6 separate regions of the Mus musculus genome follow, and all the other regions are linked to region 2. A link is a contact called in public Hi-C and HiChIP or PLAC-seq data. All regions are on one chromosome and are shown on one strand. The core of a region is the stretch at or near the end of the contact, and the rest is flanking DNA. Distances in the headings are between cores, read along the strand shown.

Region 1 (4,420 bases), core at 1,572-4,071, 210 kb after region 2:
TCCCAATGGAGGAGCTAGAGAAAGTAGCCAAGGAGCTAAAGGGATCTGCAACCCTATAGGTGGAACAACATTATGAACTAACCAGTACCCCGGAGCTCTTGACTCTAGCTGCATATATATCAAAAGATGGCCTAGTCGGCCATCACTGGAAAGAGAGGCCCATTGGACTTGCAAACTTTATATGCCCCAGTACAGGGGAACACCAGGGCCAAAAAGGGGGAGTGGGTGGGCAGGGGAGTGGGGGTGGGTGGATATGGGGGACTTTTGGTATAGCATTGGAAATGTAAATGAGTTAAATACCTAATAAAAAATGGAAAAAAATAAAGTTACTGCTTATCTCATCTTAGACAATGATTTCTCATCTCTCTGGTTTCCTCATTCTAACCAGTAAGAAAGCTAAGAAGACTTAGAGGGATATACTAGGATAAAGGGACAGTGCTGGGCACTGAGTCCAAATATCCTCCACACCCCACATTTAAGGAAAGTATTATGAGCAAAAGCTTTACCACAAGTCTTTGAGATGGTATTTTATTTCATATTTTGATAAAATAAGGAATTGTGTAAGCCAAAGGGGTTATCAAATTGCAGGCCTCCTAGTAAGGCCAAGGACAAATTTGCAACCTACTAATTGGATAAAAAATCTTCACTAACCCCTCATCTGATTGAGGGCTAATATCCCAAATATATAAAGCACTGAAGAAGTTAATCACCAAAAAACCAAACAACCCAATAAAAGAAAATGGGCACTAGAACTAAACAGAATTCACAACTGAAGAAATCTCGAATGGCTGAGAAACACCTAAAGAAATGCTCAGAGTCCTTAGTGATCAGAGAAAAATGGAAATTAAAATGACCCTGAGATTCCACCTTACACCAATCAGAATAGCTAAGATCAAAACCTCAGGTGACAACACATGTTGGAAAGGATGTGGGGAAAGAGGAATACTCCTCCATTGCTGGTGAGATTGCACGATGGGTCTTCTTCTATTCCATTCAAATTCCTTCTCTTTCAGTATGCTTCTCAGGCTAAGAAAAACCACTAAAGAAGCAGAAACCTATACCGAATATACGGCAGCTTCATTTTGAGCAGATATGATATGATTAATAACTTCTGTTAGTTTCACTGTGTCCCTAACGATGACACCATTGCATACACTAGCAAGCGTTTGTTGCAAGGACCGTGATATAGCTGTCCCTTGTGAGACTAGGCCGGGGCCTAGCAAACACAGAAGTGGATGCTCACAGTCAACTATTGGATGGATCACACGGCCCCCAATGGAGGAGCTAGAGAAAGTATCCAAGGAGCTAAAGAGATCTGCAACTTTGTAGGTGCAACATTATGAACTAACCAGTATCCCGGAGCTCGTGTCTCTAGCTGCATATGTATCAAAAGATGGCCTAGTCGGCCATCACTGGAAAGAGAGGCCAATTGGACAGCCAAACTTTATATGCCCCAGTACAGGGGAATGCCAGGGCCAAAAAATGGGAATGGGTGGGTAGGGGAGTGGGGGGAAGGATGTGGGGGACTTTTGGGATAGCATTGGAAATGTAATTGAGGAAAATATGTAATAAAATTTTTTTTAAAGATATGATTAATATTCAGTTAATTTCAGGGGGAGGGGTGAAATCAGAGCCCTAGACAGGAAGCAGGTTATGAAATGTCTTCAATAAAATCTAAGCACTTTACATTTTTTCCCCTATGTGTGGTTAAAAGGAAGAGAAGGATTCAATTTCCACCAAGGACAATTAAAGTGCTGATCCTGCTGGCTTGTTCTGGTCCAAGTTCTGACACTAGAGCTTTACTTGGGTACCAAAAAAACAAAACAAAACAAAACAAAACAAAACAAAAAACATATTTATTCTAAATATTTTAGTAATGTAAATAATGATGGTAAGGTCAGACTGACATTTCATTACTCCTGGGGCACACTCCTCTACATTTGTTGAAACCTTTCATTTCCAAACATTGAAGATTGGCTGGCTGGCTGGCTTTCTGGGGTATTCCTAAGATAAGAATACTTTATTCTGAACTAAATATGGCATGTCTGTTTTCATAAAAGGAAACTCAACTTATGCCTCAATTCAGCTCCTCTCTTCTTAACTAGAACACCAAGGGCCATTTCTCCATATACAAGGGTCATTTGTAGTACTTTCTTAGCACAAAAGAAGCCAGCTCATTTCTCTGTCCCTGGCCTCACTAGCCCCAGACTTCTGTTTGTTCTACTTCAGTAAGTTCCAGAGCCCAGGGCAGCAACTGGAAAATGAATCTCATGCATTTGATTTTTTTGTACTGGAAGTTTAGTCTCCTACCACTTTTGGAAGAACCCTTGCCTGGGCCTCAGTTTTCACTTCTTCCAGACACTTATCCCAGGGCTGGGAGTGTCTGAAGTGTGAGTCTGCTCCTAGCTCTCCCTCGAGATCTTGCTACAACCACACAGGATCAAGTCTAAACTCGTTAATGTTCAAACTGAGCCACAATCTGCTCACATTCCTCCTCCACCGAGGTCACAGAAAGGAACTCTCATTCATTCAGGAGTCAATTTTCCCATTTAAAAAAAAATCTGAATGAAGGATGAAAGGTTAACACCACCCTGCGGTCACCTGCCTTTTGATGCCATGCAGAAGGAAATATTGTTTATTTAAGCTTGGTGCATACTGGGTTGGACAAAGGAGTCCCTTCAGACATACCCGGTTTCAGATTGAAGGAGCATTTGGTCTCTGACCACTGAAAAAGTCAATGAAGCAGACGAAGAAGCAGCTGCCTGAATAGGTGATGGCTGAGCTATGCCAGGGACATACTGTGATAGACAACCGGGATCCTCAAATGGTCTAGGAAAACAAAGCAAGCTGGCAGCCATTCAGTCACCAGAGTCTTAGGAGGAACTAACTCCCTTAGAGACACCGCAAGAAGAAAGAAGAGTGAGTGAATGTTTTTACAAGTTGAAAAACTGAATTAGCTGGTTTACAATCTGGGTCTTAGCAGTCCAGAAGGGAACCCCTGCCACTCCCTGCTTTTCATTATCCACTTTCCCTGGTACCCAGAGACTCCACTACCTCCCTTGCATCAAACCACCTGTTTGTTATTAACTACCCTCCGTGCTCTTTTTCAATTAATTTCTTTGTTATGAAACTAGACTTCTGTCTTGCCAGTTAAAATTTGAAGAGTTGATTGGCCTGTTTCTGTGTTTTCTGTCGACAGCAGTAGCCAGAGGTAACTTTGAAACGGTAGAAGCCAGATGTTCCGCTCCAATTTCAGAGGGCTGTAGATCAGATTCTGTCCCGGACCTACACTTTAAATACACATTCATTAATAAGCATCCACAAAGAGGATATAAAGCCAACACCCTAGGTTCAATCTCCATTATCACTTTGAAAGAAAAATTCATTCCAGACAAATGCAGAATATACCAGTTTTAGTTTTCTTTTCCATCAAGAGTTGCATTGGACACCCCCCCCCCAAAAGTCCATCAAACCAGAGAATTAAAGAGTCATACCTGTACTCTGGAGTATTTACATCCCCAGAGAGCCAAGGGTAGAAAGTATTTAGCTAGTCCATGTAATTCTATGAGAGAACTCATTTCACATGTATGCTGATGAACTACCAATGTCCCCGTTATAAGCCCTTTGTGAAATTCACTTCTCTACTTAGAAAAGCGTGGAAACAAACACCCTGAAATGGGATTCAAATAAATCCCTCAAACAGTGCTTGCTGTCTGACTGCCCCAGGACTTCGGGCTCTTGCTTACTTTGTTTATTTATTTCCCCCGTACACCCACCGACTGTACCACATTCCATACCTCCTCCCTGCTCCCTGTCTCCATGTGGGTGTCCCCACCTCCCAACCCCATCACACCTGACCTTTAAATTCTCTGGGGCCTCCAGTCTCTTGAGGGTTAGATTCATCTTCTCTGACTGATCCCAACAGTCCTCTACTGTATGTGTGTTGGGGGCCTCATATTAGCTGGTGTATGTTGCCTGTTTGGTGGTCCAGTGTTCGAGAGGTCTTGGGGGTCCAGATTAATTGAGACTCCTTGTCCTCCTACAGGGTCACCATCCTCCTCAACTTCTTTCAGCTTTTCCCTAATTCAACTACAGAGGTCAGTAGTATGACCGACTTTAACAACATTCAGGTCAGAGATGATATAGGAAAAGCATGTTCTTGGGAAGCCACTCCCCTAGTTAGAAATGTGGGACAACTTGCTCAGGAGATGACCCATGAACTCTGCCAGTAAGAATTCCTGGCATGAGAAAGGCCAAGTAGTCCCACAATGCTTACAAGATTAATGAGCTTTGATGCTTGTCTTCTTCGGCTGTCAATTAAAGATTCAGGCATGGAGAAACCATGTATGCTGAACATCCAGTATTGTGTTGTAGTTGGCTCAATGCAGGTTTTGAGAATCTCATGGTAGGTTTTCAGGAA
Region 2 (4,117 bases), core at 1,280-3,779:
CCCTGTCCTTCTTCCCTTCCCATAATTTTAGAATTAACTGGTGGAATATCTTGTTAGGAAGTGTATCTCAGTTTCAAATCTATCTATCTATCTATCTATCTATCTATCTATCTATCTATCTATCTATCTATCTATCTACTTATTCTCTTCTCACCTACATGGCCATCCCAAATCAAGTGCATCCTTCCATAATTTCTGTATAGTTTCACTTTGCTATCTCTGCCAATGCATCGAGCAGGGAGCAGGGTCACTATGCCCACAGCTTCCTACAGTTAAAGAAAAAAAAGAAAGAAAGAGAGAGAGAGGGAGAAAGAGAGAGAGAGAGAGAGAGAGAGAGAGAGAGAGAGAGAGAGAGAGAGAGAGAGAGAGAGAGAAGAAAACCACAAAGAATGTTTGAAATTATTTTTTTCTTGGTTGGCTGCATGGATGCTGTTCCTCAAGGAAAATGCCCTGGGCTAAAACAAAGCCAAATTCATTCAAAATGGATTGTTTGGTAATTACAGGACTCTGGATTTTGTAAAACTGACTCTCAACACAAGGGTTTTTTACTTTCCTGGGGAGAGTTTAAAAGCAAGAGAGAACAAAATGCCAGCAGAGGACAAAGTGTTAAAGAGAACTTTGCCAAGGGCAAGAACAGTTCAAACAACAACCATGTGAGCGCACTGAAAAGAAACAGCCAATGTGGCTGTGATTTTGTCTTGGGGTCACTCAGGAGCACCTGGCTGGCTTTATTTATAAGGCAATTGTCAAATCATTCTGTAGAATATGGATGAGGTGAAACACAGAGGTGGCGTGGTATTGTAGATCATCTGTAACTTTTCAAATACAACCTTCTCTGAAATTCCAGGGAGAATGTGAGTCCAATAAAGAAACCTGTCAGTCAGTCCAATGTGTTTATTTATGATCCCGATGTGCCAGGCACTGTTCTAGCCAATCTGAAGCGATACAAAGTAAAGCTTAGTCATCACTCCTTGCAGTCTTTGGAGTGCAAATGGATTAAGTAGGAGTGCACACGTATCCTATGTGGGTGGTCAAGAACTCCAACTGTGTGGAGATGCAAAAAAAGCACATTTACAAAACCTTGATCAGAAAACTAAGTAAATGACAAAAACTGGACCTTAATGGATTGGATTGCAAACAGATCTACCGAGAAAGCATGCCTTTTGGTGTCTCATTTTGATTAAAATTGGGAACTCTCCTTTGCATATTCAGGAATGTACAGAACACTTTTGGAATACACGTATGTCACAATGGAATGGCACTGAAGATGATGCACTGCTAACTTGAATAAAGTAACAAGGCTTGTACCATTAACATCCATACACTTAAAGTCTAAGCAAGAGACTTTCTATCCAACACTGTAAAGGTGGAAATCCCACAGATAAGAATGAATGAATGGAACAGGTTTGTAAGGATTTCACAGGAGAACAGCATCTTTCTTTATTTGGTCCCGGGGACTTCCTGGATGCCAAGCAGGAGTTATAATGAACAACCTGTCAAGTACTCATTTGAAGGAAGAGAGAAGAGGACAGAGACCTGGCTAGAACAGGGTTGTTTGGTAGGCCCCAGTGGTGTCCAAGAACAAAGGAAAAGATTAACATTTTATCGTTTGGACTGGTCCCATCTTTTATTTCTGTCTCCAGGTCATGCCCGGTTTCAGGATTATGTTTACCTTGGTTCTATGGTTGGATTGCATGCCCTGACTGATTCAACTAAGTACTTGGTGATACATCTGTCTGACTGCACACCAAGGCATTTGCTTGCTCTAATGTTATTTTTATTTTCCTTATTTTCATTTTCTTTTTTTATTACCCCTCCATCCAAAGATGCATCTTTTGTTTAGATTTCAAACCCTACTGTGCCTTCAACGCTTTCACGAGGATTTTCTGATAAGGAAAGCATATTGGAATCCTATCAGAGACACATGTATTGCACATGGAACCACCCTAGGCCCTACTAACATGTTTTTCTCATTCTAGATAACCCCATAGGAACTTTAGTCTCAGCACGAAGCACTTCGTGCATAAAGGCAACCAGTTCAAACATTAGGGGCTCCAGGACAGCCTATGTGTAAATTGCCACACTATGTCCCCAGACACTCTAGGAGCTAGATTTCATTATCATGCAGCACCCAGCTGCAAAGGACAGGGACTCTTTCTTCTGCTCAGTGGTACCCTCCAACCCCAGTTCCTCTCCAAACAGGGTTCATGTGGATACAGTGGTGCATGGCTTCAATTCATGTTACAACTCTGACTTTATCTTTACTTTTGATTTATTCATTCTCCTTCAGACAGAGCCATTCTGGAAGCATCTTGAGTTCAACTTCCCTCCTTCAGTGCAGAACTCTGGCCACGAGTCCTGACAAAGCGCTTTGGGAGTGGGGATCCCCTTAGGAATGAAAGACAAGTTACAGCCAGGGAGAGCCAGAAGAGAAGGAGTGGCTGTCCTCTCCTACTTTTTTTTCCCTCTCTCTTTCTCTGAGTTTGCAGCACCCTTGAACAGCCCGCAGACTCCTTATTTGGGGTTAGGGGCGCCCAGGGGAAAGGAAGCTGGGGGCCGCCTGGCGGCATTCCTCGCCGCAGTGTGGGCTCCGTCTGCCGCGGGGCCCGCAGTGCCCCCTGTCTGCGCCAGCACCTGTTGGCCCGCCAGCTGGCCGCCCGCGCCCCCCGCGCCCCCCGCGCCCGCCCGGCCGCCAGCCCCGCGCCCCGCGCGCCGCCCGCTGGGGGAAAGTGGAGACGGGGAGGGGACAAGAGCGATCCTCCAGGCCAGCCAGGCCTTCCCTTAGCCGCCCGTGCTTAGCCGCCACCTCTCCTCAGCCCTGCGTCCTGCCCTGCCTTAGGGCAGGCATCCGAGCGCTCGCGACTCCGAGCCGCCCAAGCTCTCCCGGCTTCCCGCAGCACTTCGCCGGTACCCGAGGGAACTTCGGTGGCCACCGACTGCAGCAAGGAGGAGGCTCCGCGGTGGATCCGGGCCAGTCCCGAGTCGTCCCCGCGGCCTCTCTGCCCGCCCGGGACCCGCGCGGCACTCGCAGGGCACGGTCCCCTCCCCCCAGGTGGGGGTGGGGCGCCGCCTGCCGCCCCGATCAGCAGCTTTGTCATTGATCCCAAGGTGCTCGCCTCGCTGCCGACCTGGCTTCCAGTCTGGCTTGGCGGGACCCCGAGTCCTCGCCTGTGTCCTGTCCCCCAAACTGACAGGTGCTCCCTGCGAGTCGCCACGACTCATCGCCGCTCCCCCGCGTCCCCACCCCTTCTTTCCTCCCTCGCCTACCCCCACCCCCCGCACTTCGGCACAGCTCAGGATTTGTTTAAACCTTGGGAAACTGGTTCAGGTCCAGGTTTTGCTTTGATCCTTTTCAAAAACTGGAGACACAGAAGAGGGCTCTAGGAAAAACTTTTGGATGGGATTATGTGGAAACTACCCTGCGATTCTCTGCTGCCAGAGCCGGCCAGGCGCTTCCACCGCAGCGCAGCCTTTCCCCGGCTGGGCTGAGCCTTGGAGTCGTCGCTTCCCCAGTGCCCGCCGCGAGTGAGCCCTCGCCCCAGTCAGCCAAATGCTCCTCCTCGGCCTCCTCCTGCTGACATCTGCCCTGGCCGGCCAAAGAACGGGGACTCGGGCTGAGTCCAACCTGAGCAGCAAGTTGCAGCTCTCCAGCGACAAGGAACAGAACGGTGAGTATCGCCCCCTCCTCCCCCTTCCCGCGTCTCGCTGTGCGTTCGGGTTGGCATTGTGCGGTGGCATGTGGGGTCCTCCAGTCGTGGAGCTGATGGTCGGGTCTCTGGCGCTGCAGATGGGAGTTTCCTGAGTCCGCGTGCACTTTCTGGGGTGGGGGCAGATTTCGGCAGTTTGCAACTTCCGAAGCTCACTGAGTAGAGGGAGCGGGAAGTGCCCCGCAACCTCAGAGTGGAGAGGACGCATGGGCTATGGAAAGGATTGGAAAAGTCAACTGTGACCACATTGCTAGGTGGCATATGGCCAGAGTTACAAGTAAAAGAACTGCCTTTAAGAAGAAATCCCAAAATGAATGAGTCGTGGCAAGTTTGACTTTAAGCAGGTATGGGGGGGGGTGTTAAGAATGGAGAATTCAGGAAAGGTATTAAATTCCTTAATCGAAACACTG
Region 3 (4,387 bases), core at 419-2,918, 180 kb after region 2:
AATACATTGCTTGTAAATGCTTAATCTGTGCCCAAGTTTTGTGGTGACTATTTGAATTAAAATGTATTGAATCATCAAATAAAATAATCTGGCTATTTTGGGGACAAGTGTAAGTGTTCGTCTAAGTGTATGTGGTGTGTGTGGGGGGGGGTGAGGCGGTTGTGGGTATCCATGAGTGTGAACATGTCTGCCTCTTTGGTTCCAAGGAAAGGAAGATAATAAAGTACTCAGTTACCATCTTTTGCATTGTAGAAAAACATCTGCCAGTTCACCCTCCCCTGTCTTCTTCTTTCTAATTTCTTGTTGCAATGAAGTTCTTCCCCCCCCCAGTGGTATTAATAGTAAATTCTGATTAAGTAAACTGTATAGGATCTAAAAGTAAAAGATGCATTGTAAAATGTGTGGTGATATAGTATATGATTAGATTAAGTGAGGGGCAGATTCCATAAGTTCCTATTCCTGTCTCCATTTTCTATGGCAACATCTGCAGTATGTAGTAGCTAGTCTATGGATTACCAGGGTATTTCAAAATATAGTCCTTCCATTCTAGGCACAGATCTCTTGGGGTCTGGTTTCTTCAGCACTTGGCTGTAGGCTTGGCGAAACATCACATGTCCAGAGACAGTCTCTCCAGACTGAGCTTGCAAAGAGTACCCATTGACTGTGACCCTGCTGCTGGCAGCCCTGCCCTACCTCCCACCATGTGAGAAACAAGTACACAAATAAACATGTTCTCTGTCTCATTTCTTTAACCTTTTGCCCTTTTGTCCCAGCGCTATAGAGACCCAGAAATAACTTCACCAAGCATCATGGGAAGTGCAGAATATCGGCAGTTTCCAGGTCTTACTGGCAAAGTAAGAACTGTGAGAGATTACACGGAATTACCTACCAGATGTGTTTACCTTGGTATTTCTAACCATTTCCCTTGTCAGTTTTAAAATATTTATTGTTCTCTTTGGTGGTCAAACGTGATCATAAAAGTATCACTCTGTTCCCTACTGCCAGTGAGTGAGGGTAAGTATGAAGCCTGATTGTCTATGATCAATTACACTCATGATGCTTCCTGTGTTTACCAAAGCCAACAGAAGCTAATGCGTTTACAGCACACGTGACCTCATTTTCTCTTAAGTCTTGGAGGTGTTGACTATATTGACCACCAATTATTTTGTATGTTATATCAGTGGTTCCGACTTCTGTCTCTGTGGCAAAGGCCCATTTTGCATAGTGATGCTTATTAAACTGAAGAATAGCACTTAGTTATATGAAGCAGTATTCATGATTATATTTTTTATTTCTGATTCTCATTGTTCCTTTCTCCTTCTCATCAAATACTCCTTATAGACAATTTGGACGTGTGCGAAAGACAAAACAGGTAGTCTTGCCCTCAGAAAATTAAACTGTATCGATAGATTCTTTTCCCCCCAGTGGTTCGCTTTCTTCTCACATCCGATGTTGAAGCTGAGTGAATTTTCTGAAGCTAAGTCCTTTATAATGAACCATCTCACTTCAGAGAGGCCCGGGCTTTGTTTTCATTTCCTGCTTCCTATGTTATTAGCAGACATCACTGAGTGCCTTTTCCTCCCTCACATTTGTGACTACCACACCCCCCAGTTTCTGTAACTGTCTCCTTTCTGGCCCTGCCTCAGAGCTCTCTCCATTCCAGTAAAACAGTCTCTGTTTCCCCAGCCTAATGAGCCTTTGGCCTCACTGCTGTTTGATCTGTCCTCCACACCACTAAGAGCATGGCCCTTCAGCAAAGCTAATGGTGATGGGTAGAGTTTCCCCAGTAGAACTCTACAGAATTCTGTTTTAATCCTCGTATGGCACACCAAATCCCTCCTAAGCTCACTGTTTACCACTTTCCGTTCATTTTACACCATCAAATCTGGCACAGCTGTAGAGAATATTTGTGGGTTTTGAAAAATACCAGCATTCCTTCACATGTATGCTAATGTGTGCTACATTCTCTTAGAAGAACAGCTCCTACACAGACCCTTCTTACTAGCTTCCTGCCAAGTGTCCATTCAAATGCCATTAGTCCCTCAAGCTTGGCTTCATTCTCTCCACTTACACAGGCGTACAGAAATAGTTCAACTATAAATATTGTGGTACTGAGTTACAATGACCTCGTTTTGGTTTCTCATTAGACTCCTACATTAATGGGACTCTAAGCAGGAATCATATTGTTTATTCTTTCACCAATGCCTAATGAGGCATTGAATCAAAGTGGGAGTCAGTTAACAATTTGCATCAGTAAATAGGTGAGATGAGGATGCAGGAGGATAAATGATGTTGAGTGGAACATCTCTGGGACAAGCCCTGGGGCTGTTGAATTCTCTGACCTTCAGCTGAGAGATGAAGGACACAGGAGAAAGATGCTGCTGCTTCTCAGCTCCCCACAGGCCAGACTACTATTTTGTCAGTGAAGCAAGGTTATAAAATTTCCTTTTCTCTCTGTCTGGGAGATTGCTAACTGTGTAAAGTTGTTTGCTGTCCAACCTGACTACCTACCTGAGTTCAAGTTCCAGGATCCAGAAGGGGAAAGAAGTGAACCAACTCCTCCAAGTTGTTCTCTGAGTAGCATATGGGCAGCATCCCTCCCTCCCTCCCTCCCTCCCTCCCTCCCTCCCTCCCTCCCTCCCTCCCTCCCTCCCTTCTCAAATACACTGGTATTCCCCTAGAAGCTCATGCTAAGCTCCGTTCCTGCATCTACCTTGGTCACACTCTGTGCAGTTACTAAATCATTAACTCATCTTTTTAAGGATTGCCTCAGCAGGCATTTGAATCTACACAGGATCCAATTTATTATATAACTCCTCAGTCATTACAGGAAAGAATGTCCAGTATAAATCTTTAAGAAACTGAAAGATGAAGCATATCTCTTTCATCAGAATTTTCTTTTAAGGTCAATAAGTTTATCATTTTAAAAGTTATAGATCTAAGTCTAAGTCCAACTGGCTTGTTTAGAGGAACTATTAAGATACTCTAAATAATCAGAAAAGAGTATGAAGAAACCAAACTGATAGATAAACCTTGAGCATAGGAGTATAAAATGGGCAGATTCAGCTTTAGGGTTTTAGAGCTTACTGCAAAGTCACAGAAATGCTGTGACACAGTTAACAATGTCAGACCCATGGATCAATGTGATAGGCCTGAGAATCCAAAACTAAACCTTAGAACTTGTATTCAGTTGATTTTTGACAGGAGTGACAATCCAGTTTGGTAGTGAGGGTAGGCTATCTAATAAAGGATTCTGGTTCAAGCGAATGTTCACATTCAGAGCAATGTGGATCCTGTACGCACTAAACTCAAAAACCCAAAGGATGAGGCAGTCTTTTATAGCAAAGATGAGACAAACTCAAAGTATAAAAGAAACTATGGCCTGCAATTGGTTCTCAGGTGCAATTGCAAAAGAGAGGAAAAACAGAGAAAGGTTAAACAAGACCATGAAAATTAAAAAACTTTGTGTTTTGATTGATATAAAATGAAATGATTAGTACAGTGAAATAAAGTATGTGTAATTTATATGCTAGACTAGGGTCTTCTATCAGAATGCATAAAGAACTCATACAGCTTAATGATAATGACAACTCATTTGAAAATGAGAAAAGGTCTTGAATAAACCACTTCACATAATAACCTAATGATAACTAACAAACATGAGAAGACCACCAGTGATTAAGAAAATGGACATGAAATTCATAATAAGATGTTCCACACTTCCTGAGATGTCTAAAATTGAAAAAGACACATTCTATAAAGGTCTAAATATATTGGAACCCTGTTACAAAATGTCCTGAGCTTCGGAGCTTAAATATGACTCAACAATTCATTTCTTAATAGATATGCAACAGCCCAATGCCTGAAAAAAGGGTACATAGCACATTTTTGAGAATACCTCAAAAGTAGGAAATATCAAACTGCCTATCCAATGAAATCCAATGAAATGGGAATGGAGCCTGTTATGTTCCAACAATGGGATATCATTAAGCTGTAAGAAACAAGAATGACGAATCAGTAAGTACCACAGGGTTCATGAGCCTGAAAGAATGCTATACAGAAGTATTCCTAAACGATGACATACCGAGTGAGTCCATTTATAGATATATCTTTTAAAGTAATACAGAGAGGCAGTGTATCTGTTTGTAAGGGTAGAGGGAAGGAGTTCATAGGATGGCTGCTAATGACCACAGATTTTCATTGTAAAATGGTAAAAGTATTCTGAAATCCAGTACTAATGATGTCAAGCTGAATCTGCTAACGTGGGTGTGTGTAATATATCTCAGTACAATCCTGCTTCACTGTTCTTAATATTTGATTGTTTTGCTGTTTTTAGGTATTGTATTCATTACTTTTGTTATTTGAAAAGGCAATATGCATATGTGAT
Region 4 (3,878 bases), core at 1,303-3,802, 160 kb after region 2:
TATAAAATAGGAACTTTATTAACACATCTCTACCATTTCTGATAGAATATCTTATTTAATTAAATGAGACAGGGTTGGCTTGTTTAATTTCCAAGAACACACAACAGAAAATAAAATACCATGTTAAAGAATTCCCAAGATTGGAATCTGTCAGATTTTAGCTGTGGTCTAAACATAGAACTATAGTGACCTTTTGTGGGACTTTATGAGTTACGGAAAGGTGCAAGAATGGCTACAAACTACAGTGTTGCTGTTGACTGAGGTAGGAAAGCATTCAGGATGACGTTCCCATGTAAATCCCATCCAGTGCTTTAAAGTTACAGCTATTCATCAGAGGAAAGAATGAATGCAAAATGAAGTCAAGTCTCATCTGTGCAAGAAGAACTGGGAGAGAGAAGTGAGAAGCAGACTGCCAGGTACAAAGCAAACCCATTGTGCACAATGCACTGAATCCTGAACCCATGATGGCTGTCATATCAGCAAGGATAAAGGCTGAGGAAACTGACCACAAGATTCAGCCACGAATGTGTCACAATCATTCCAATCACCTCTGCTAGCAATTGCCAAGAGATGCTTTTATTACAGTCTAAATATTTATTTGTTATACTTTGTACTGCTGGCCCACTTAAATTATTTTCAAAGTATTTTATTTTACGAGTCTGAGTGTTTGGCCTCCATGTATATATGTGTACTGCATGGGTGCCAAATGGTCTCGGAGGTCAGAAAATGGTGATAGGTCTCCTGGAACTAGAGGGGAAGATGGCTGTAAGCTACTGGAAGTCGAACTCAAGTCCTTTGCATGAACAAAAACTGTTTTTAACTACTGAGACATCATTCCCCTATTAGTCTATCTTAAATAAATATGCTCAAATAGCCTTCTTTGTTCAAACACCACACAAGTTTAGTCTCTTCTCTGACTGTTAAATGTATTGAATATATAATTGAAACTACCTATCAAATATCATGTGCTAGGATTCCTCTACATACTGCACAGGGCTGCTACATGATATGTCGAGTGAGGGATAGAGGGATATGTGTGAGCACTTCTCTTCTAGAGCTCTGTGGTAAGGTAGATACCATTTCAATCTTTGTAAGGGGGTATTAGGTTTTTTTCAACTGTTCTTACCTCCTATTCTTTTCTCATTTCATGAGCACTACAAATAGCGATTTCATGAGTATTGCCTGTGATAAAGTCAAGGTCACATTACCTTGTTATGTCTCCATCAGACTTCTAGACCAAAGAGAACAGTGGGCTTCAGCCAGCACTTAAGAACAGTGACTTCCATGTTGAAGCCTGCAATGGGTAATTCATTTTAGGAATAACTGGACAGTATATGTGATATACTGTATAGTTTTCAAAATACTTTGAAAATAATTTAAGTGGGCCAACAGTACAAAGTATAACTAATAAATATTTAGACTGTAATAAAAGCATCTCTTGACATGTTGTTCTTAAGTGTTTTCAACTGCGAAAACTATTCCAGGCTTTGGTGGTGGCAGTTTTGTTGTTGTTGTTGTTGATGATGATGATGAGGGTGATGATGATGTTGTTGTTGTTGTTTCTGGGTTTTTGGGTGTGTGTATGTGTGAATTTCTCAGATCTTCGTAGGAAAAAACCAAACCACACCAAACAAACCTTGACTTAGGTTAGCACAAATGTCATTGAGAAAGTGCTTTGGGGCCTAATTTACTTAGTCATTCTGGGGAATTCCAGTGATCAATATAGATCACATATACTGTACAGTTATTCCTAAAATGAATTACCCATTGCAGGCTTCAACATGGAAGTCACTGTTCTTAAGTGCTGGCTGAAGCCCACTGTTCACTTTGGTCTAGAAGTCTGATGGAGACATAACAAGGTAAATTCAATTGTAATGCTCTTTTTATAAGACCCTAGAATCTCTAGAGTCTTGATAGGAGCACAACTGGCTATCTTCCCTAGGATTTTATTTTACTTAAATAGCTAATCTCCATCACCCACACAGTATTTAACATCTGTTCTTCAGTCGGAGTGCAAGCAATGGCTTTTCTTTGCTGGCTTAAAAATAATTTAAAAACAAAACCCAGATAACTTTTTGGATGAATTTAGATAAGAGCAAGTGGAAAGTAAAAAGAAGCATGCTGAAATGGATTGTTCCAGGGCATTCTTGTGTCTTTACAGAACTGCGTGTCAGTTGTTCCTGGCACACAGTTTTGTCTGCATGCCCCGTCTGCAGTTAAAGCTCTTAAAATCAAAGCTATGTGCAATATATCAGCTTGACATTATATAAATGAGGCTGGACACACCTCTAAGAAGGCTGTTGCTCAAAGCTTCGTTTTTAAAATCCTTTTCTTTCTGAGAAGAGGTTTTTCAATATTGCCTGGGTTGGCCTTGAACTTCTGGGGTCAACCACCTAAGTAGCTGGAAGTGTGCACACATACTTGACTTTAGCTGTTTATTTTTAACAACAATATAGTATGCATTATTAACTAACTGTGTTAGGCATGAACGAAGTGGAATCTGTATCAGTCTAGATTATACTGCATGCAGTTGACAGAGAACAGCGTATCATAAACTGCAACTGGCACTATACTTTTGCAGTTGCTAGGCTACTTACTCAACACAAACATTTGTGTGTGTGTGTGTGTGTGTGTGTGTGTGTGTGTGTATGTTTGTCCAAAAAAGCCTCACTGTCAATGATGTGTTTTCAAAATAGCTCATGCAGACCCTAATGAAATGACAAGCTGGTTGTTTATAAAGCAGTAACTATTTACTGTGAACTTACAAGCAGGTCTTATTTTATGGAGGCTGCTTCCTCTTAAAAAAAAAAAAAGGAAAGATGATAATGAGTTCAGAAAACGCTTAACATAGCCACAATAAACACATCCTACTGAGGCATCACTCTCAGGTTTCTCACTGGAGAAGTCTGTAAGGAAACATGCTCTTGCTGCCAGTTTTGCTGTCTGGCTCCAGTGACCCCAATGCACTTCATCTGACTAGTACTTGGGCCTCAAGGGCAGCCAGATAATACATTTTCAATAATGAAAATGGAAATCGATTTGTTTCGCAGATACTCTTTTATACCAAGTTCATTTTTGTGGTCTTCACCTACAAAAGTCTGTGTGATACTTGTCTGACGACTTGCTTTACAGAAACAACTGTCAGGTTCGCTCTCTCTGGATGAGCGAAGATGGTAGAATATCAAGCTTAGGAAATGTGAGTCGCAAGGGCCACACCTTTTACCCTTTGGCATACAGTGCTCTGTAGGTTTGTGGTAAATGTTTGTTAAATGATTCATAGATGTAGGATAGTAAAACTGGTAATGTCACTGTCCTAAAGGGTGGCATTGAAAACTATGCTATAGATCACTGAAGTGACCTGTTTTTTTCTTTGTAGACATTCCAGAGTATGGCCATCTACTGACAAACAATGAGTTCCTATCTTTATGCAGATAAAGAAATAGAAAGCAGTGAAATCGAGTCCAATGGGCTTTCTTTAAATTTAACAACCCAGTCATTAGCATTTTAAAATGCTAAAAATATTGATTTGCTTATCTATCTTTTTATCTATTTATTCATTCGTTTGTTTGTTTGTTTGTTTGTTTGGGGGCTGTACATACAGAAACACACATGCAGAGGTCAAGCATAATTCACGGAGTTGTTTTACTCCTTCCAGTGCGTGAGATCTGAAGTTCAAACTCATGTCATCAGGCTGGCCTTCAGGTGCCTTTATCATCCACAGAGCCATTTGGCAATTATCTCACCCATGCTTAAATACTTTCAAATATCGAACATATTGTTTGAATCTTTCCTTGCTGAATATAGCAGAAAATGTCTGAAAGTTTGGCCTGAACAATGGATTTTAGCAATAGGAAAATAGAAATTGGAGGAATTAGTGG
Region 5 (3,959 bases), core at 41-2,540, 230 kb after region 2:
AATCTAAAAATAAGCAAATGAGGCACGGACACATCCATTGGTTGTTTAGTGAACAAGATTTCGCCCTGAAAATACACAAAAAAGTAGCACTATGTGGGTTAAACAGGCTTATATTTAAGAATATATACTTACATACAAATACATACACATATGCAATAAAAGTTAATGAGACAAAAAGGCCATAAATTTGAAGGAGAGCTCTGAAGGGTATATGGCAGAGCTTGGAGGGTTGTTGGGGAATAGACTAGTAGTGCAATTACGTTACACCTCAAAATTTACAGTAAAATAAACTGAGAAAATTAGAGTCTAAAAATTATTTAACAAAGACTCCTTTAAGGATTTTTCTTCCCATATTTACATACTAATGGGATAAATTTAAAGGAACTCTGTAGTAAATGTCACTTACCCAATTGCTTTCTGGTTGACTTCAGAGTTACATTCTACACTAATACCTTAACCCTTTGTACAACTTTGACATATATTCTACTGTGAAACTGAGACCTTGTACTCAAAATTGGGGAAATATTGGGTATAATATTTCCTACCTGTAATAAACTAAAAGTAGCTGCCAGCGTAAAAAAGGATGGCCTAGGCAACTTTTTAAGCTTATAATTTCCACAGTTTCATAATAGCATAGCTCATGTGAAAAGGGGAGGGAGTTAAGTTTACTCTATCCCCAGCCTATGGGACTTGGAAATATCATTGCTCTTTGTATGTGTACATCCATTCTGGGAGTATTTCTGCTCTTGCCACAAAATCTCATTTCTTATCCTAATGCAGATTCCTTCTGTCAGGTTTTGCTGCCTTTCCAGCACATCTGAGAACTTGGGCCATGCTAGAAGGAAATGATTCTCTATAAAATTCTGTAGTACGTCTAGCAATGGAAAACACGTATGCCTTTCAAACAGTGGAAATGGGAAGGCAATGTGGTAATATGCTCTGCTACTGAGAGATATTTTCCCCCAACTGGATTTACTCTGCTTTAAATAAGAAATTTCAATGTAATGGCATTTTCTTGGATAAAAGTTAGAGAAAAAGCCTCACAATACTTAAAATTGAACTCCGTAGATCAGCTTTCAACCTGAAGTACATCCTCCATAGTTTCATGTGCTTGAACACTTGGTTCCCAGTAATGAGCGCTGATTTAGGAAGTTGTAGTAGAACCTTCAGAAGGTAGGACCTAGTGGAGTTGCTTTCTGGCTTATAGAAGTACCCTATTTTCTGTCCTTGTTGCTTCCTTACAGCTGAGGTGATTGTGAAAGATGTGACTCACCATAAACAGACTATCTATTATCCACCCTCCTCATGTGATGCCTTGAGGCTTCCTCTAAACCAGTGCTTTTCAACCTTCCTAGGGCTACTACCCTTTAACACAATTTGTCATGTTGTGGTGACCCATCCATAAATGTAGTTCATTCTTATCCCATAACTTCAATTTTGCTACTGCTATAAATTATAATATAAATATCTGTGTTTTCTGATGAATTTAGGCAACCTACACCTGAGTAAGTGTTGTTAGACCCCCTAAGGGTCACTGCCCACAGGTTGAGACCCATTCTTCTAGACCTTAAATTTCTCCTCCCTCAAATTGATTCTTTTAGGTGTTTTCACACAGCAATGGGGATGCTAACTAATCTTGTATATATCTTCGAATTTAGTGTTTCTCAAAGGAAAAGCAAATAAAAATGTGAAAACACACAAAGTTTCTTCCTTTAAGTCTTTAAATCAGCATAGAATATAATGAGTTCATTATGGCATAAACACAGACAGTGATTCAATTCTTTTCATATACTACTCCATCTATTCCCTGTCCAGTTTATTGCCTTAAGATCTCCCTTCTGTGTTCGACTAACAGATTCTATTACTTTCTTTTTTCTGTCCGCAATTCTCTCTTAAGATCTTTCCCTTTCTTCTCATTTTCACTTTTTCTATGACCTGTGTTGACTCTACATTCACATGTCTATGCACATATATAAATACTAAAATAGAGTACCAATATATGACAATTGTAGGGATATTTGCCTTCCTGGATATTTCACTTAACAGAATGATTCCTAGCTATATTCATATTCTGCAAAGTCAAGATTTCATTCTCCTTTAAACCAAAATAAAATTCAATTGTCCATATGTATCATATTTTCCTCTTTCATGCACCTGTTGATGGATATATAGGCTAGATCAATTTCCTAAAATCACTGCATGCCTGGGCTCATTGATGTACAATGAGCCCAGGCATGCAATTTTAATAGGAGTAAGAGTCCTTTCGGGGTATACTTAGGATTAATACAACTGAGTTATAGGCTAGTTTTATTTAGACATTTGAGAAAATCTCCATACTGATTTCCACAAAGGCTGTATATGTTTTTATTACCTTCAGAAGTGAATAAATGTTCCTCTTTCTCACATTCTAAATCAACTTTGGTACTCAATTTTCTTTGGTTAGTCATTCAGACTTTGGGGATACAATCCTAATTTATTTTAAATTTGTTTTCTCCCTATTGCAAAGGATGCTGAACATTTTTTTCAAATACTTACTAGCCACCATTGTATTTCTTCTTTTTAGAATCAACTGTTCAATTCATGCCATTAGCTTTTTTGTTGATTGCAGTTTGTTTCTCTAGTGTCAATTTTTTAATATATTTTAATTTTCTATTCATTTTTATCAGATATTTTCTTTATTTACATTTCAAATGTTATCCCTTTTCCTGGTTTCCCCTCAGAAAGGTCCCCCATCCCTTTCCCCTCCCCCTGATCACCAACTGACCCACTCCTGCTGCCTGGCCCTGACATTCTCCTACACTGGGGCATAGAGTCTTCACAGGACTAAGGGCCTCTCTTCACATTGATGAGCAACTAAGCCATTCTCTGCTACATATTCAGCTGGAGCCATGAGTCCCACCATGTGTACTCTTTGGTTGGTGGTTGAGTCCCTGGGAGCTCTGGGGGTACGGGTTAGTTCATATTGTTGTTCCTCCTATGGGGCTGCAAACCCTTTCAGCTCCTTGGGTCCAACCTCCAGCTCCTTCATTGGGAAGCCTGTGCTCAGTACAATGGATGGCTGTGAGCATGCACTTCTGAATTTGTCAGGCACTGGCAGAGCCTCTCAGGAGATAGCCATTCATTTTTTAAACCATCATTTCTGCTGACTGAGAGTTGTTTTTGCTATGAGGAAGTGTTTTTATGTAACCCATATGTGTATTTTTGAGTAATTTGTTCTGCTATTGAATTCCTTTAATGAAAATTCTTGCCTGTATATCTGGTGGTTTTCTCTCTACTTTTTCCTCTAGTAATTTCAGTTTCTAGTTTTACATTAATTCTTTCTTCCACTTTGAATTTATTTTGTATAAGATGGGAGATACAGATCAAAAATCATTCTTTTTTATGTGAGCATAAAGTTTCCATGTATCATTTGTTGAAGACATTGTCTTTGTACCAATGTATGTTTTAGATACTTTATATGAAATATAGTTGGCTATAGCTCTGTTGAGTTATTTGTAGTCCTTATATTACATTAGTTTGGTGCCTTTTCCCCAGTGTGGTACCACCTCAATTATTGTGGTTCTGCAATATAATTTGAAGTCAGACAGCATGAGCCAGCACTACCCTCTGCCTTTAGTACTGACTTGGCTATTCAGTATAACTTCCAAATGTGTTTTAGGTCTTTCTGTAGAAGCTCCTCACTTAAGGTCTGTATTTCTATTACTACTGCTCAACTGTGCATTATCAAGGCTTAAGGAGTTTATTTGAATTTGCTTATGGAGAGGGCTTCTCTTATATCTCTTCTACATGTTCTGGGACCTCAGGTGGAAAGACTGAAAATTTGAATATCTGCTACCTGGAAATACAGGAAAACTCATGATGTGCTGATATAAAATGACTTAAAATCTTTCCTTCTCAAGTTGCTTTTGACCCCAGTGTCATATCACAACAAAAGAACCCTTAACTAAGATAGGAATTTG
Region 6 (4,027 bases), core at 304-2,803, 160 kb before region 2:
ACAAAGACTCTTCCCAGAAACTTAAGACATCATCTGAAAATTTATACATCGAAAAACTAAAAGGAGAAAATGTTAGAATTCTAAGTTTCAGCTACTTCATATAGACTGGTGAATGGCTCCACAGGGGTCCTTTTTGAATGGCTTCTTGAGGGCTAGGGGATGGCTCTCTATAAAGTGTTCACCATGAAAGCAAAGATGTGACTTCAGGTCCTTAAACGACCCCACAAAAAAGCCAGACACAGTGGTCCATATCTATAATCCCAGGGCTGGGAAGGCAGAGGTGGAAGCATCCCAGGGCTCTCTGCTCAGCCAGTCTAGCTTGCTCTCTGTCTTTCTCTCTGTCTCTGTCTCTCTGTGTCTTTCTACGACTCTCTGTCTCTGTCTCTGTCTCTGTCTCTGTCTCTGTCTCTCTCTCTCTCTCTCTCTCTCTCTCTCTCTCTCTCTCTCTCACACACACACACACATACACACACATGGGGCGAGGGTGGAGAGAGAGAGAGAGAGTGAATTAGCTTAAAAACCTAAGTCCTTCTCCCAGATGGAATACAAACAGTTTTTCAGGGTGAATTCATATTTCCTCAGCCTAAATGTTCCAAGGCTGAATTGAATTGTAAAATTACACAGGTGTTGAAAGCTCTGGTTTAACACAACTTGGGAATTTGTAGTTTTCCATGCTAGATTGAATGTATTTCTCTCCACCGTCACTCCTTGGTTTTCAGTCTTGATGGTTTACACTGTCCTCTGACTTAAAGTTTGGAAATCATAAGTATGAAATTATTATCTTACCATTGTTGTCTCTTGAATGGATCCAAAACTATTAATAAAAATGTTGACTACTACATCAACAGGAATGCCTATGAAAAAAATTAAGGATAGGTTTAGAGGCTGCAAAACCCTTGATCAGAATTGTTATAATAGGATTTTAATATTTAACCTTTGTATTTTTAAAATGTACATTTAGATGCAAAAATCTTTGTTCTTAATATAACATGCTCACAATTGCTGTTGATTTCATTATCCAAGCAGAAATCTTATTAGAAATAAATCCTAACTTCAGTTATATTCAGTGGTGTACATTACTCAGAAATATTTCTGTTTTAAGTTGTATAAACTCTGGAATATATGTTTTAATTGCCAACTGCATAATTTAATGGGTCTACTTACTAAAGAGCTTCATAAAACTCACTTTTAAAATAGTTTTATTTTTTGCCATTTCTAATCATTTCAAATCTTTAAATGAATTGCTATAGCAGTATTCAATAGCTTTTACTGATAATTACTATATTTCCATTTTATGTCATGAAAGCACAAAGCTAATCAGACTTATAATAGAGCCTTTATAAAGATTTCTGTCTGACCTGTTGGAAAATAACTTGAAAGTTCATGGAGTGAGAACTGAGGTATAGTGTTGCAATTTTCTTTCTTTTCTGACTCATTGTGCCTATCAAAGGGAACATGTGAATTTCGCCTTTAGCCTCCTAAGCACTGCTGATGAGAAACAGGTGTGAACCAACGCATGCTAGGCATGTGACAACCCAGACTGTGACTGCTGCGGCTGTGGAGAGGGACTGAATAGGCTCTGGTAATGAACACAATCCCTGTTTTTACAACATCGCTGTAGAACTCTAGTTGACTAGAAGCAGCTGCAAGACCTTTTTTTTTTCTCTCTCTCTCTCTCCTCTGCAAAGGCAGAAAAAAATTCGAGCCTTATAATTCTAATCTTCTGTACATTAAAGTCTGTCCCTTCCAAACAGTAACGATCACCGCCTTCCAGAGAACAACAATGCAATCTGGTCATAAAGGGTTTTTATTTTAACCATGGCTTTATTTTTCCTTAAAACTTGTGACAAGTGGGAATATTTTGCTGATGTAATAACTTTTATTCTGGAACTTTTTTATTTATAAAGTTAACATGTTTTTAAAACAAGTTGGCTGCCTTTCTTCAGCAAAATAACATAGGTTATTTTTTATAAATATGAAATACTAATAACAGAGAGAATTTATATACATTCGAATTGGTCATTTTCCCTGAGTAAATGGTTGGTCTACAAATTATTAACTGTTATGTCTATTATTGAATACCACATCAATGTTCAGAGCCTAAACTTTAAATCACTAAGATTAGGGACACAGAGTTCTTAGAAAATCGATCTCAGAGACCAGCCTATTAATTCACAGAATATACTTTTTCACTATTTTCAACTGGTAACTATATAACACTATTAGAATTAATATTTTTCTTAATAACAAAAAATGTATTTTAAACATTAAATAGCTCTTTCCCTAAGCACATTTCAGGACAGTTAAGTGTTAACTTGAAATCCTATCCTTTTGCACATTAGAAACAGTATTATATAGGTATGAAGACTGGAGGGAATTTGTGGGAACAGAGGGACAACGAACCTTTGAAGTTTGGTCTGATCCTGGGATCATAACTGACCAGCAGCCTGTTCAAGATATTGCTGGTGGAGTTGGGGGGCACACGGGCCAGGTCCTCGGGTGACTGCTGACTAAAGGAGAAGAAAAAAAAAAAACAATAAGAAGACAGTAAGTTTTAGGAAATAGCAATCAACAGAAAGCAGTCATTTTTTTCAGGAGAACTGGCTTGGCTCCCTTAAGACAAATACCCAACTCCACCAAGACTTTTCCTAGTAGAAGTAAATAAACAGTTGCAAACACTGTCAGAGGCAGGGTGATCTGTTTACAAATAAAAACAAGTGTATCCTAGCAAGTTAACTTTGCTAACTGCATAAAACAGTATTGTTAAAAACACTGTCCAAGTTTCCTATGATTTAGTAAAACTAGGCAGACCTTTCATGTGTCCTCAAGCAAGACAATCTACAGTCAAATGTGCACAAGTCAGTGAGATAGCAAAGAACAGGTTGGTTTGTTTGTTTGTTTGGTTGGTTGGTGGTTTTGTTTGGTTTGATGAACAATGGATATAATTTACTTGAAGAAGCAGAGTAGAATGTAAGTGTTGTGAGATAACATGTCCAGAGAGACAGTTAAGGATCCATAAGATAATCAGACTATTTATAAAATGTTATTCTTAAGAAACAATGACATTTTCACTTCAAATTAAAAAATGGCTACCCATGGTAGATATGGCTTAAACATAGTCTTGCTACTAACAGATCAATGACACAAACAAATCACCAACAAAAGTACTACTACATATTTTCTGTATATATTTGTCATAAGCTCTTTATTTAGAAGAGAGCAGGCTACCATGTTTTTCTCTTTTGCTGTTGGCTAATTACTATATATGCCACCTTGCTATTACTTCTGAATAGTGAGACATGACTAAATTGACAGCTTAACAGCACATTTTATAAATGTTATGTTGTTTCTGTTTGTTTTGTTGTACCACCCTTGATGTTTTATCAGACAATCATTTCAAACCAATAACAAACAGAAAACACACATATGACCAAAACCTCCATAATGACTCCAAGAAAGATTAAAAGGAGACAACATCTGGTATCATCTAATATGTACTAATGTGGTGATAAATGACATTAATTTCTGTGAAGCAAACTTTAATGGAATTGGCTTGACTTTTGATCACAACTAAATTACGTCCTAGTCGTCTCCGCTCTAATACAAGGAGGCCACTAGAGGAGAAACTTAAGACAGCACAAGTTTATGGAAGAGCTAGCCCAGCTATGAATTGCTACAAGGAATCTTTTCAGATAGAAATCATTCTGAGTGCAACATATTAAACAACAGATGAAAACCAATTAATTAAATTTCCCAAAGCACAGGAGATTGCATAGATTCTTTTAAAATTGCTTCTCATGGCCTTTATCAACTGCAATATCACACCTCTAGGGATCTTGGCACGGGTAATGAGATTTTCTATTTCGCTGCTGGTAAAATTGTAATCTCCCTAGAGCCAGTTGTCATCACTTCTCACAAGATCAGACACTCTAAGGAGAATGAAGGGATGAGGATAAATTGGATATTAGGATGCAAATTAGTGTTCAATCCTATCTATCGATTTTCTCCTTCAAGGAGGGAAAATGGA

Evidence for each region. A called contact is a pair of places that touch in the nucleus more often than the background predicts. HiChIP or PLAC-seq counts read pairs in DNA pulled down with a chosen protein or histone mark.
Region 1: a contact with region 2 is called in a FOXA1 HiChIP or PLAC-seq map of pancreatic cancer cells. The contact joins the enhancer-like site here to the promoter of Pdgfc in region 2. A contact is called at or near these places in 9 of 39 promoter capture datasets (the 3T3-L1 cell line, 3T3-L1-derived adipocytes, cranial neural crest and 4 more), 3 of 484 Hi-C or Micro-C datasets (liver, nephron progenitors and pancreatic cancer cells) and 10 of 115 datasets of contacts at active chromatin or transcription factors (bone marrow-derived macrophages, craniofacial prominence, embryonic limb bud and 5 more).
Region 3: a Hi-C map of uterus shows a contact between it and region 2, with 2.5 times the contacts expected there. The contact joins the enhancer-like site here to the promoter of Pdgfc in region 2. A contact is called at or near these places in 11 of 39 promoter capture datasets (the 3T3-L1 cell line, 3T3-L1-derived adipocytes, the HPC-7 cell line and 6 more), 24 of 484 Hi-C or Micro-C datasets (the AML12 cell line, the N1E-115 cell line, adipose-derived mesenchymal stem cells and 12 more), 11 of 115 datasets of contacts at active chromatin or transcription factors (bone marrow-derived macrophages, craniofacial prominence, embryonic limb bud and 3 more) and 3 of 9 other capture datasets (adipose tissue, embryonic stem cells and liver).
Region 4: a Hi-C map of pancreatic cancer cells shows a contact between it and region 2, with 4 times the contacts expected there. The contact joins the enhancer-like site here to the promoter of Pdgfc in region 2. A contact is called at or near these places in 11 of 39 promoter capture datasets (the 3T3-L1 cell line, 3T3-L1-derived adipocytes, the HPC-7 cell line and 6 more), 16 of 484 Hi-C or Micro-C datasets (adipose-derived mesenchymal stem cells, cerebellar granule neurons, cerebral cortex and 10 more), 7 of 115 datasets of contacts at active chromatin or transcription factors (bone marrow-derived macrophages, embryonic limb bud, embryonic stem cells and 1 more) and 3 of 9 other capture datasets (adipose tissue, embryonic stem cells and liver).
Region 5: an H3K4me3 HiChIP or PLAC-seq map of bone marrow-derived macrophages shows a contact between it and region 2, with 7 times the contacts expected there. The contact joins the enhancer-like site here to the promoter of Pdgfc in region 2. A contact is called at or near these places in 5 of 39 promoter capture datasets (the 3T3-L1 cell line, 3T3-L1-derived adipocytes, hippocampal neurons and 2 more), 2 of 484 Hi-C or Micro-C datasets (bone marrow-derived macrophages and nephron progenitors), 6 of 115 datasets of contacts at active chromatin or transcription factors (bone marrow-derived macrophages, embryonic stem cells, forebrain and 1 more) and 1 of 9 other capture datasets (embryonic stem cells).
Region 6: a contact with region 2 is called in an H3K4me3 HiChIP or PLAC-seq map of embryonic limb bud, with 3 times the contacts expected there. The contact joins the enhancer-like site here to the promoter of Pdgfc in region 2. A contact is called at or near these places in 5 of 39 promoter capture datasets (the 3T3-L1 cell line, frontonasal cranial neural crest, liver and 1 more), 3 of 484 Hi-C or Micro-C datasets (cerebral cortex, embryonic fibroblasts and nephron progenitors), 1 of 115 datasets of contacts at active chromatin or transcription factors (embryonic limb bud) and 1 of 9 other capture datasets (adipose tissue).

The regions. Positions count from the first base shown.
Region 1 is chr3:81,240,695-81,245,114 of GRCm38.p6, forward strand. No RefSeq gene overlaps it. Among named protein-coding and RNA genes, the nearest start is that of Pdgfc, 210 kb to the left of the region's middle. Within about 2 kb of position 2,822, at least 20 of the 459 cell types and tissues checked have an H3K27ac peak or open chromatin away from gene starts, as enhancers often do. A contact at or near this core is called in craniofacial prominence, embryonic limb bud, kidney and 2 more, where this site is marked.
Region 2 is chr3:81,033,887-81,038,003 of GRCm38.p6, forward strand. It overlaps Pdgfc (platelet-derived growth factor, C polypeptide), which reads left to right and starts at 2,530. Exons shown (of 6, transcript NM_019971.3): 1 at 2,530-3,668. The coding sequence starts at 3,551.
Region 3 is chr3:81,213,928-81,218,314 of GRCm38.p6, forward strand. It overlaps Pdgfc (platelet-derived growth factor, C polypeptide), which reads left to right. Exons shown (of 6, transcript NM_019971.3): 6 at 1-113. Among named protein-coding and RNA genes, the nearest start is that of Pdgfc, 180 kb to the left of the region's middle. Within about 2 kb of position 1,669, at least 19 of the 459 cell types and tissues checked have an H3K27ac peak or open chromatin away from gene starts, as enhancers often do. A contact at or near this core is called in cortical glia, embryonic fibroblasts, muscle stem cells and 1 more, where this site is marked.
Region 4 is chr3:81,194,594-81,198,471 of GRCm38.p6, forward strand. The region is part of intron 3 of Pdgfc (platelet-derived growth factor, C polypeptide); the gene reads left to right. Among named protein-coding and RNA genes, the nearest start is that of Pdgfc, 160 kb to the left of the region's middle. Within about 2 kb of position 2,553, at least 12 of the 459 cell types and tissues checked have an H3K27ac peak or open chromatin away from gene starts, as enhancers often do. A contact at or near this core is called in pancreatic cancer cells, where this site is marked.
Region 5 is chr3:81,261,726-81,265,684 of GRCm38.p6, forward strand. No RefSeq gene overlaps it. Among named protein-coding and RNA genes, the nearest start is that of Pdgfc, 230 kb to the left of the region's middle. Within about 2 kb of position 1,291, at least 4 of the 459 cell types and tissues checked have an H3K27ac peak or open chromatin away from gene starts, as enhancers often do. A contact at or near this core is called in bone marrow-derived macrophages, where this site is marked.
Region 6 is chr3:80,877,223-80,881,249 of GRCm38.p6, forward strand. It overlaps Glrb (glycine receptor, beta subunit), which reads right to left. Exons shown (of 10, transcript NM_010298.6): 3 at 2,404-2,510; 4 at 787-854. Among named protein-coding and RNA genes, the nearest start is that of Glrb, 34 kb to the right of the region's middle. Within about 2 kb of position 1,554, at least 28 of the 459 cell types and tissues checked have an H3K27ac peak or open chromatin away from gene starts, as enhancers often do. A contact at or near this core is called in embryonic limb bud and second pharyngeal arch cranial neural crest, where this site is marked.